Linked DNA regions of Gossypium arboreum: region 1 is linked to region 2. A link is a contact called in public Hi-C data. All regions are on one chromosome and are shown on one strand. The core of a region is the stretch at or near the end of the contact, and the rest is flanking DNA. Distances in the headings are between cores, read along the strand shown. Region 1 holds the start of LOC108461360 (heavy metal-associated isoprenylated plant protein 26-like). Region 2 holds the start of LOC108467137 (rac-like GTP-binding protein ARAC3).

The links. Hi-C and Micro-C count contacts between places; a contact is called where the count stands out from the background.
Region 1: a Hi-C map of leaf shows a contact between it and region 2, with 5 times the contacts expected there. The contact joins the promoter of LOC108461360 here to the promoter of LOC108467137 in region 2. A contact is called at or near these places in 2 of 5 Hi-C or Micro-C datasets (both in leaf).

The regions. Positions count from the first base shown.
Region 1 is chr2:102,556,444-102,562,338 of ASM2569848v2, reverse strand. It overlaps LOC108461360 (heavy metal-associated isoprenylated plant protein 26-like), which reads left to right and starts at 3,568. Exons shown (of 2, transcript XM_017761195.2): 1 at 3,568-4,002; 2 at 4,666-5,277. The coding sequence starts at 3,925. The coding sequence ends at 5,049.
Region 2 is chr2:102,367,177-102,373,605 of ASM2569848v2, reverse strand. LOC108467137 (rac-like GTP-binding protein ARAC3) reads right to left here and starts at 4,255. Exons shown (of 7, transcript XM_017767674.2): 1 at 3,828-4,255; 2 at 2,760-2,847; 3 at 2,556-2,665; 4 at 2,393-2,456; 5 at 551-615; 6 at 365-430; 7 at 1-281. The coding sequence starts at 3,926. The coding sequence ends at 177.

The DNA of each region.
Region 1 (5,895 bases), core at 2,319-4,818, 190 kb before region 2:
TGGTAATAAGGTGTTGAACGATGTCTTCTTCTAGTTTCATTCTATAATCTTGCAATTCTCTCATCATCTTATCAACTTTCTCCCTTTGTGCTGAAGTTGTTATCTCATCAGGTAATATCAGATTTATTGTCATTTCTACCAATATCTATGATGTAAAATAATATTTTTTGAATTTTAATATTTATTTATTTTTCTCTGGTGTCATTACTAACTAACAATTAGTTTATAATAGTTACTAACAAAATAAGTTTAAAATAAATTAAAAATTAATAAAAAATTATATTCATAACCTAACAAATCACAATAAACATTAAACTAAACAACTAATTTATAATAGTTGCTAACAAAATTACTTTAAAATAAATTAAAAACAACATAAAAATAATAATAAACAAACTACACAATACTAACAAAATAATTTATCCTCATCATAATCCATTCTATTTTAAAAACAAAAACAAAAATACATTATCCTTCTTTTTTTCTTCTCATTTCTTTCTTTCTTTCTTCTCTTTTGTTATCTTTTTTTTTTTTAAACTACTTCTCTTCATCACTGGGGACCATTAAAAGAACCCCCAAATTTGCTTCACCAGTGTCGCCTATCAAATAGGGGTCACTAGTGCCACCTACTGATATGATTTTATTTTGAATAGTTTTATGATTTTTAAATTATTTGTTGACATAACATATAATATAATAAGTGTTGTGTCAACAAAAAGTATATGTGGAATGCCACGTCAATATTTTTAAAAGATTAAGGTTTTACTCAACATTTCTGTTAAAGAATAGTGATTTGATTTTTTTAAAAAGATTAATAGTCAAATTTAGTTAAAAATTAAGATGGAATTTAAAAAAAAAATGAAATCTAAACATTATGCTTTTTGAAATGGTACAATGTTTTTGAAAGGTAATTTTAAAAAATGCCCATAATAAGACACACACGATTACAAACCAATTCTTTTTTAAAGAACAAACCTAAAAATTTAATCCTAGGGGTTGTGGGATTTTATTTTTAGGTCATTTCCTATTAATAATTTTTAATGTTGCATCATATCTTATTTAAAATTTAACCTCTTCATAAACAAATAATAGCTCAACTTTATAATGAAAGATTTTATTATTTAAAAAGAATTGACAAATAATTTAATCTTTAAAATATATACTTTTAATGACTTACGTACAATAATGAGGAAATGTTTTGCTTTGAAATCCATGGGGCTATTGCACCCATCTCCAACACTTTTCACTTTAAAAAATTGGGTCAAGTAGGCTTAAATTGAGCTAAACATATTTATAACTGGGCTTTTACTATCAACACCCAAACTTAGCTCTCAACTTTTCAACTAACATATTATGGTGATAGGTCGAAGCCTGCTATTAGATAGTATGTTCATGATTTAATTTTTGTATTTTAATAACCACATTTTTATTCTTTGTATAGAGACAAAATAGGGCTGAAGATAAAATAAATAAATTTTTTAATTTTTTTTAATTTTTTATAAAAATTCAAATAAATGTTAAAAGAAAAATCTCGAGGGACTCTTGCTCCAATGGGGCATAATACTGAGCTCGAATTATTGAAGGCTCAACAGCTTATTTACAAGCATGATAAAGTTGAGTGGTAGAAAAAGAGATTCTCTCTTAACAATGAGACAAGCTTTTACATAAATTTTTTTTTGAAGTAATCATATAATTGAGAGGAATAACAAGCACTTGTAGATAGTGAAGGACAAGTTCTATAAACACAAAACTTCAACATCAATAGAATATTATGACACATTGATAATTGGCTTTGTCACAACTCAAATATGATATATTTAGAGTGATTACAAGCACTTAATAAGATAATAAAATCATCCTCAATTTGTCCAAAGAGGCGAACAAAAGAATTGAGTATTCACCAAATTAGAGAAGACGACAATAAAATCGTTCTTAAAATCACTAGTAAAACTAAAATTACATGTATAAACAAGACTGAATTGATATAATAAACCAACAGTTGTTAAATCAATTATAAATACTAATCCTTGACTTTACCAAAGGCATGACCTTTCATCTCTATTCTATTTCTCCATTTTCGTCCTCTACCTTGCTTTCCTGAAGATCGTCCCAACACATATGCCCCAACGCCCCAACATCAAATCTAGCTTGCCACAGAGAAGCATCAGCAATACATACATATGGTTCCATAATCTGTGTGTTTGTTTGTAGTAAAAAACAAAAGACAATATAATGTTGCTGCATGTTAGATCGAATTTAAATATTATAAATAAAGAAAATATTAATGAGAGAACTTTACTTATTGGAGGTCCAATCTGATTTAAATTCGAATTGATTCATTGATTACCAAATGTATAAAACAAAAGAATACATTACATCTGATCAACTAATAAAATCTATAAATATGAAAGAAAAAGAGAAGGAAGGATATTAGATTTATTACTTTCTTTACTTTATAATATGGGCTGGATTGAAAGAAAAGGGCAAACTCATGGGTCCCATATTGTATGTAAAGCTCCTCAACCCATTATTGATAAGGGTAGAGGGTGAGGTGAAGTTGACAGTTGAGGGTGGGACCAGAAAACCGAGACACAAGCGCGTGGGCTCGTCATCCGATCTCGCGACACATTACTTACTGTCCAGGGTCGGTGTTTTGTTACTTTCTTCCATGCCTTAGGCTGCCATTTCTAATTTATGGTTTCCCTCTCTCTATACCCCTCAGCTAAGTACAACCTAGACACGCGGCGCTAAATTAGCTACATTACAATAAAAATATCCAACCACGTAGATTTCCACGAGCCACTAGTCGTATAGTAAAATACTCCTTTTTTTTTCTTTTCTTCTTTTTATCAATCTTTGTATTACATGAAAATAGTTGTCTTAGTCCACATATTATAATTTATTCAATTTTAGTCCTTAAATTTTAAATTTCATCCTTAATTCAATCTGTTATGTTAAATTTATTAATTAGAACTAGTGATGCCAAAATCAAACCAAACAAACTAATTGAATTGAGTACTGATGATTTAGTGACATAAAATTAGATATAGAACATACCGTTTGTGAATCAATTAAAAGAAAAATTTAGACAAAAAAATTTATGATTAAATTGATTATATGCGTTTATGAATTTTTAATTATTATTAAACTAACGATTCAATTGGTTAAATTGGGAAGTGGTCTAATTTATTTGACCATCCTCGTTTTTACTAGTATTACGTAAAAATTATAAGTTAATATAACGTTACACATGCTACAAATATACTTATCGAACAAGGTTTTGAAAATAACAAAATTTAACTGAATAAAAATAAAATTTATCATTTAGTTAGGATTAAAATTTCAAAATCTAAAAAATAAATGAAGTAAAGTACTAAATTATAAGGACTGATACCAAAATTTTACCATGAAACCCTCTTTTTTTTTTCTATATATATTCAGCCCAGCGGAGGAGGAATTTGGACTTCACCTCCTGTATCATAAAGTACTAAATTATAAGGACTGATACCAAAATTTTACCATGAAACCCTCTTTTTTTTTTTCTATATATATTCAGCCCAGCGGAGGAGGAATTTGGACTTCACCTTCTGTATCATAAAGTACTAAATTATAAGGACTGATACCAAAATTTTACCATGAAACCCTCTTTTTTTTTTTTTCTATATATATTCAGCCCAGCGGAGGAGGAATTTGGACTTCACCTCACCTCACCTGTATCATTCTTACTCATTCACTCCTACACAGTAGAAAAACCCTTTAATTTTAAGAAGGATATTTTGGTTTTATACTGAGAAATCCAACTTCTTTTGTATCTTTATCTTTTTGGTACTTCAATTATCAAAAGAGAGAAAAGCAAGAACAAAAAAAACAAAAAAAAAAACATACACCTAAGTGAAAAACCAGACAAGAGAGAAAACAAGAAAAATGGGTGTTCTGGATCATGTTTCAGATCTGTTCGACTGTTCTCACAGTTCCAAGCACAAGAAACGTAAGCAGTTGCAGGTACATCTCCTTACCTAAGCCGTAGATTTCCCTTTGAGTGTAGATCAAGATATTTGGTGGATATTTTTATTAAGTTAACCAAATTGTTTCTATTGCTTTCTTTTATTTTATTTTTTGTCGTTATAAGATTATTAGATTTAGGTGGTTTAGGGTTCGGATCTGCCCGTCAATATTGCTAAGATTTTATGTTTAATGGCGTTTTCTTTGTTGATCTAAGCTTGATTGTTCTAAAAATGGTGGAAGGTCAAAAAACCCAGATTTTATTTGAACAATAATAAAAATCTTCTTGGTTTACTTTAATGCCAACTGGGTCTATCTATTATAAGTATTTATTTATTGCTGCATTATTGTTTCTGTCTCCGTTCATCTGTCAGTATACTTTATTGTTGATTAGAAAACTTCAAAATTCAATCTTACTAAATTAATTAGGGTATTAACACTAGTAGAAATATCTATGTAAAAGTAGGAAAAAAGGGTTGAAAAGTAATTTTGGTCTATTTACTTTAAATATACGACAAACGACAAACTATTAAGGGTTTTGATCCTTCTAATATTGCTTCCAGTTATTTTCATGAATCTAAAAGCATAGTGGAGGGACTAAAACCAGAATTAGACCAAACATTTGTCAACCTAAGAGTTGTTACTTTTTTCTTTATTTTTTAGACGGTGGAAATCAAGGTGAAAATGGACTGCGAAGGATGCGAACGGAAAGTGAAAAAATCAGTGGAAGGGATGAAAGGGGTGACACAAGTGGACGTGGAGCGGAAGGCCAGCAAGTTGACGGTCGTCGGATATGTGGACCCGAAGAAGGTCGTGGCACGAGTGGCGCATCGGACGGGCAAGAAGGTGGAGCTATGGCCCTATGTGCCGTACGACGTGGTGGCTCACCCATACGCCCCCGGGGTTTACGATAAGAAGGCTCCGGCTGGGTACGTCCGCAACGCGGAGGACCCGCAAGTGTCGCATCTCGCACGTGCTAGCTCCACTGAAGTTAGGTACACCACAGCTTTCAGCGACGAAAACCCTGCTGCTTGTTCTGTTATGTGATTGATTGAGAATATGATTAAACCCCGCAAAAAAAAAAAAAAAAAAAAAAGAAGAAGAAGAAGAAGGAGATACCAAGATATTTTGTGGTAGCAGTGAATTGATTTTGTGTGTTGGTAAATTTGTATTAGTTTAAGGATTTGTTGTAAAATTTGCTATCTTGGGTTTTATCTATATTTCTATTTGTGTATTTTGGACTGTATCATAATGTTATAACGTTTGGAAGTAAAAGTACCTTGTAGCTAGAGTCTCAGCTCTCCAATTTTAGCTTTCTTAAAGATACTATTTCTTTTATATAATATCTATCACAACTTTGTTGATACCCCTCATCAACAAAAGTGAAAAAAATGGTAAGACTCTAAAACAATGTATTAAAAATAATTGTCAAATTGTTTATCCCATTGCTGAAAGTTTTACTAGTTTTTCACTTTGATCCTTAAATTTTTAATGCATTATTTAGTTCCTACAACATTTTTATTTTAATCCTTAAATGTTTTTTTCTCTCGAATCAAGACTTTAAAAATAATTTTTTTTTAGTGATCAAAATAAAAATGTAAACATGATGTGAACATGATTTGATATATACAGTTAGTCATCGTTAATGATTTAATGCTTGGGTGACTAAAATGAAAGCAGCCTAAAAGTTAAGTGACGAAATTGAGAATTTTTTTTTACTGGCCAAAATAAAAGTGTCCTAATAATAAGGTGATCATTTGGATAATCTACCCTTTAAAATTCTTGTATTGTTTAAGTACTAGATTATGTAACACCCAAAAAGTAAAAGTAAATTTTATATAAAACTATATTTATAAAAAAAAATTTTTTGAATGATGTACAATTCTTGAACTC
Region 2 (6,429 bases), core at 3,006-5,505:
AAAGAAAAGAAAAAGCACAAATTTAGATGATTATAGGAAAGATCCTAGTTCCGTTAGTACAGACTACAAACCAAAAGGAACCATTTTCTCAAGGTGAGAAAGAGGTGATAGAAATGGTGAGAGACTAACAGATTTATGTGATCACAAAAGACAATCCATAACAGTTCATCGCGTGATCACAATATCGAGCAGGCCTTTTGTGACTTTCTCTTCTTTTTCTTCTTCTGCTTTGGTGGCTGGAGAACCACTTTGATGGCCGCATCGAAGACCGCTTTCACGTTCTGTATTTCAAGAAGAAGTAATTAACATACTTCCAAGGCTTGAAAACAAAATGCAATGGTAGATCAGTCGAATATGTACATACCTGCTGTGTCTTTGAACTACATTCAATGTAAACAGGAGCTCCAATCAGCTTTCTTAATTCCTCCCCCTTTCAACATGAAAAGGTAAAGAACATAGTCAAAATTAGGATTCGATGTTATCAAGAATCAACAAGAATGAACAATAACGGAACTTAGAAATTATTACTACAAGAAGCAGCTGAGAGTACCTGGGCTGTGGTAATGGGCACTGCTCCAGGGTGATCTACGAAGAACTGCTTATCATCCCGAAGATCTACAGTAAGAAATGTGGCAGCTGTTAATGAAACATAGAGTGGCAGCGTTTAAGATTAACATTGGGTTCATTCTTTGCTTGTTATTCATTTGCCATGGGATTTGTAATTTTTTTCTATCAAACCTTGTAATGGATTCATTCCTCCATGATTAATGATTCAAACCACAGTTTAGCTAGCTCAAGAATATAAAATGATAAGACTCATATGAAACCAAACCTGAGAGTGAAATTTCAATAAGAGAACATAGATCAGGCCCAAGTTTAAAAGTTTTCTGCTTATTTCTAGCTTTCCCATTTTCTTCAAGCATCTTCCTCTAAGATGATGAATATTATATTTGGTTCACATTCTACTTCAGCATCTCATAGGATTGGTTCACATCGACTTTTATACAATTCCCAAAGACTTAGTTAAAACCAGTAAATAGCGGTCCCAAACAGCTGTTTTATCAATGGAACTTTAGTTTTAATCTTGCTTGTTCCACGAGTTGGGAAAGGTTGGGGCTGGGGAGGACATAAGAGCATCGGAAAAAAGTTACTTTTGATGACTCATTAGAAGAAACAATTTACTGGAGGATAACATACTGCAATGCACCGTAGCAGGATTTGAAGTTCTGCAAGATTAAGTTCCAAAGTATTCTTTCAAATACATTAGAAAACATACTAATTAGAGGAAAATTTAAAAAAGACAAGACTGATTTCAGGTTTCTGTCAAGATATAAAAGGGTGGGCTTGGCTGAGTAGAAAACTGAAAGGATGGAAAGAGGGAGTGGAAAAGTGAAAAGAAATTGCTTGGTAGGAAAAGAAATAAAAAAGCAGATCATTTTTCATCCTAATACATAACAACAAATCATTCCAAATTGGAATGTTTAGAGTACAAAACATGAAAGAGAGATGAAAATTCAAATTTACGCATTTATAAAAGTTGCGCTTTCTTTTGTCTCATTTTTCAACTCTATCAAGCAATGAATGAAAAGAAATTTACTTTCTTTTTCAATTTTCCATATTTCTACCAAGCATGGTAGAACATCAATGGAAAGAAAATATATTTTTTAAATCTTTTTTTTATTTTTCTACCCTTTCAACTTTCCATCTTTCCGATTTTATTTCCACTCTACCAAGAAAGCCTAAGTTCCACAGGACAACTCAAGTAAGTTTCCCAAACTTGTCATATTAAAGGATTCTTTCAAATGCATTACAAAGCATGCTAATTCGAGGCAAAGTTGGAACAGATGGACTTGTTTCACATTTCTGCAACCACAGAAGTTTTTCCTTACTGAAAATTAGTTAACAACCACTGTGGAAGAAGAAGAGGCTAACCTCTACTGTTTATATAAAGACAAAATGGAGGAAGGTTTGGGCGTAGGGCAATAGTAATTGAACCGTAAAAGGTCTAATTGTTTGCTCTCTTAACAAGAAAACTGAAAGAAAATAGCAATAGTTGTAAGGGTGAAGGAAGCTTTATATAAGTCTTGCAAATAAAACACCATCATATAGAGAAAAACGCTTAGGATTTTAGGTGCTAGAACGGACTAATCTTACGAGGCAAGGAGGCATCTAAAGGACTACACTACTTCAGCCACCAACAGGAACATATGCCCTTCTCTCAATGGCAACAAAAAAGGGTGTTGGAAATATTGCAAACTATAGCATTCATTAGCCTTACCCATAACTCGTTATATGAAAAGAAAATAAGAAAATCATTGCATAAGAGCATACTGAAAGGAACAGATCAAGACATTTTAAAGTATTGAAAATAAAGACTGAAATAGAATCTAACCAAGCTTAGTCCCAACAAGAATAATTGGAACACCAGGTGCATAATGCCTCAACTCCGGAATCCACTGAGGATTCAAAAAGAAGACAACGCATTAGCAGATCAAGTAATTGAAAGTATCTTGTTCAAAAACCGGTGAAAAGCTTCTAATAACAAATAATCTCACTTTCTTAGAAACGTTTTCGTAGCTGGCTTTGCTAATGAGAGAGAATGCCAACAAGAAGACATCTGCTCCACGATAGCTCAAAGGTCTTAATCTATTGTAGTCTTCCTGGCCTGTTCCAAGACAAAATAAAAACAATAAAATCAAACCTACCACAATAAGCATTCTAAGATATGAATAAGGAAAATTAATGGAATTGAAACTTACCAGCAGTATCCCACAATCCAAGATTAACAGTGTTGCCGTCCACAACCACATTTGCGCTAAAGTTGTCAAAGACAGTTGGCACATAATCCTGTTTCCCCAAGATATTGCAGAGGATGTGGAAAACATGTTATAAGCAATATCTCCAAAAGTCATCTTAAAATAATCATAAGAATAAAGCAAGAACTAGGAAATTATGATCATAATTGCATCAATCAACTCTACATGAAGTTAGGTTTACTAAAAGAACAAACTATATTAGACACATTTTCTGGACAAGAGCATGAAGAAGTAACCCTCCAAGGACCCTCCAAATGCATGAAAAACTAGAAAATTTGAACATATACATGCCGGACAGATACTCGTACCCGATTCACACGATTTCCAACTAACATAGATGGCCATAACCCAAGATTCGCAGTAAAGAAAGCACCTATCATGAAATCTCTAAATGAGACTTTCTACCAGCAATAGTTTCAGATTTAGCAATTTTTTTTCTTTCTCCTCCAGCAAAAAAAAGGGGAGTAGCAAGATATAATGTTTCCAGTTTTAACTTTTGACCTTAACTCACTAATTGAAATGAAAACCTACAAGACAAAGAATCTTTATCCTAGATGATGCATCATCAAAACACAAACAGAAGAAATAAGAAGGTATAAACTACAAAAAGGCAATAAATTTTCTGCAAGTTTTTGAAGCAAAAAACCCTAAGAATTTGCTCACTTGAACACAATTTACGAAGAATGATTCTATTATTCAGAAAGATACTATGCCCCAAATTCAAGATTCCAAAGACAAGTACAACCAAATGGGAAAAAGAAACAGAAAAAAAACCCAATAAAGAAAGCAACTTTACCAAAGTTACATTGACCACCAGAAACCAGTGTAGGGTCTGCTTGGTGGCCAAGAAAATAGGGGAAACAAAAAGGGAAAGAAAAAGAAAAGAAAATCCATGAAAATCCAAGTAAAGAAAACGTTAAGGGCCAGCCAAACTTTCTTTTCCATTCCTCATATTTTCTCAGAGACCAAACAAAAAAAAAATGGGTTAGTTTCTTTCTTTTTGGAACTCACAGTAGGGAAAGTATTGCTGGTGTAGGAGATGAGCATGCAAGTCTTGCCGACGGCACCGTCACCAACAGTGACACATTTGATGAACCTTGATGCACTCATTTTGCACCCGCCGGCAAAAGTGAAAGTAATTTCAGAGATGTTCCTCTCCCTCCGCCGCCCCCCCCAAGGTTATCTCTTGCTTCAATTATTGTCCAAAACAATAGGAAAAAAACAAACCCAAAAACACTGAAATGAAGATGAAGATGAAGATGAAGAAAGAAGAAGAAGAAGAAGAAGAAGAAGAAGACGAAGTACTAAGTAAAACTGGAAGACATCAAAGACATTGTCCGAAAGAAAGAGAGAGAATCATTAGGGAAAGAAAAGACAGCTCTTGGACAGCTATCTGCTTACATTACAACAATATATTTTCCATAAATAATTTAGTTATTTTATTTTATTTTATTTTATTATTATACCTAAAAAGTTCATTGAAGGGCTTATTGAGTTATTTCAAGTAGGACATATTTATTTGGTTTTTAATAATAATGTACTTTTAATGATTCGATAAGAATGATTGAATGATAGAAAATGCAATTAAAAGGAAATTAACAGTGAAATAAGAAAGTTCTGATTTTTTAAGTATAAATATCTGAAAATGGGAACAAGTATCAATCTTTTCTTTTAATTTGAAAAAGTATTAGTTGTCCAAAATTATGATTTTAATTTTAATTTCTATCTTTAAATTTTAAAATAATTTTGATATTTTATATGTTGTCATTTGTAATTACTTCTTCTAATAATATTATCTTCAAAAATTAAATATTTGTATCATATCAACCAAATATTTTCATTAGCTTAATTGCTAATATAAGTGCTATCTATCAATTTGTATTTAATGAAATGCGTTTTTTAAAACAGGTGACGTTTACTAGTCGTGTTAACAACTTGAATTTAGTGTTGGAAAAAAAACATGTCATTTTCTTTTAATACGATATATATAAATTGTTCATGTAATAAATATACACATATACTTGTAATTTGGGCTAATTTAGAATAATATGCCCCCTTTTTTTATTTAAACAGGCTTTTAGGCCATTTTTTAAAATTAGAGAAATAGACCATGTTTTAAGAGAGTTGGACGCACCTTTTTTGAACGTTGGCAACGGTAAAAATTTTTAAAGACCCCAACGATAATTTTGTTTTCTATAAATATCAGGCCATTTTTCATTCTTTTCACTCAAATTCAACTCTCTCAATTCTCTCAATTTTTTCAAGTTTTATTCTAAATTTTTCAATATGCTTGTTTAAAAATATTATAGTTTTTATATCATTCATTTTGATTAAATTTTTACGAATGACAACCTCTCTGCTTCGTTTCAACGACAAGCACATTTTCATCGCTCAAGCGACAATTGTAAAACAAAAATTTAAATTTCACTGTTTTCAATTACGTTAAATTTAAAGTTTTTTTATTTTTTAAATTAATTTATTTTGTCGATGTAAATAGTCGAATGATCATGTTTTGGAGGGGTTTATACATAACTTGTCAAAAAGCCTAGATGCCGAAATTCGTGGTTACTTGCAAGATGCAAGATTCTTACATGTGCCTCGTATACTTGTAGGCTACAAACTTGATCCTACACTTATCAGCGCATTGGTGGAAAGATGGAGGCCCGAGACACAATTTTCACCTACCATACAGTGAGTGTACAATCACATTGAAGGACGTAGCTTTACAACTCAGTTTATTAGTGGATGGGCCAATCGTCACGGGGTCAGCAGTCATTCCTAATAAAGAGGACCTTTGCGAGGCATTTTGGGAAAGGTGTCGGATAAGTTTTACAGTGGCCAGATAGATATGAAATTGTTGGAAACCAATTTCAAATATCTTTCTTAGGACACATCCGATATTGTCAAAGAATAATACACCCAATCATTCATTTTGAGGTTAATTAAGGGTATTCTAATGCCCGATAACTCTCGAAATTTGGTATACATAAGGTGGCTACTACACCTAGTCAACTTCAAAGAAAGTGGATGACTAAGTTGGGGATTAACCGTGTTAGCCACGTTGTATCGTAAGTGGTGTCAAGTGACAGAACTGAATAAGATGTCAATCAGTGGTTGCCTGCTCTTGCTACAGTCATGGCCTTAGTGGCGACTACCATTTCTACGCCCCTAAGTAAATGACCCATATACATTCCTATTAGTGACAAGGAGTAGGTCGAAGAATATGTGGAACCACGGGCTGAATTAACATCACTTGAATAGGTGAAACCATGAACCTATATACCTGTTATTTCTTTATTTTATGTTTGAATTAACATATAACTTGAATAAGTGGAATTATGGCCTAGTTACGTAGGACTATTGGAGTAACTTAAAGATATCCAACTGATGTTAGATCAACGCTCGAAAGTCAAGGCTAGTTACTTTTTTTTTCAAACCTATAATCATTATACAATGAGTTGTAAAATAAAATTACGTATATAACAAAATTTAAAATTGTGTACTGCGGTTTAATAGATGCCATATGTCGAGTCAGATATCATAGAATACGTCCTGCTAAAATTTTTGGCCATTCGGAGTATATGAGAACGTAAAGGTGTCGTTGATACTGCAT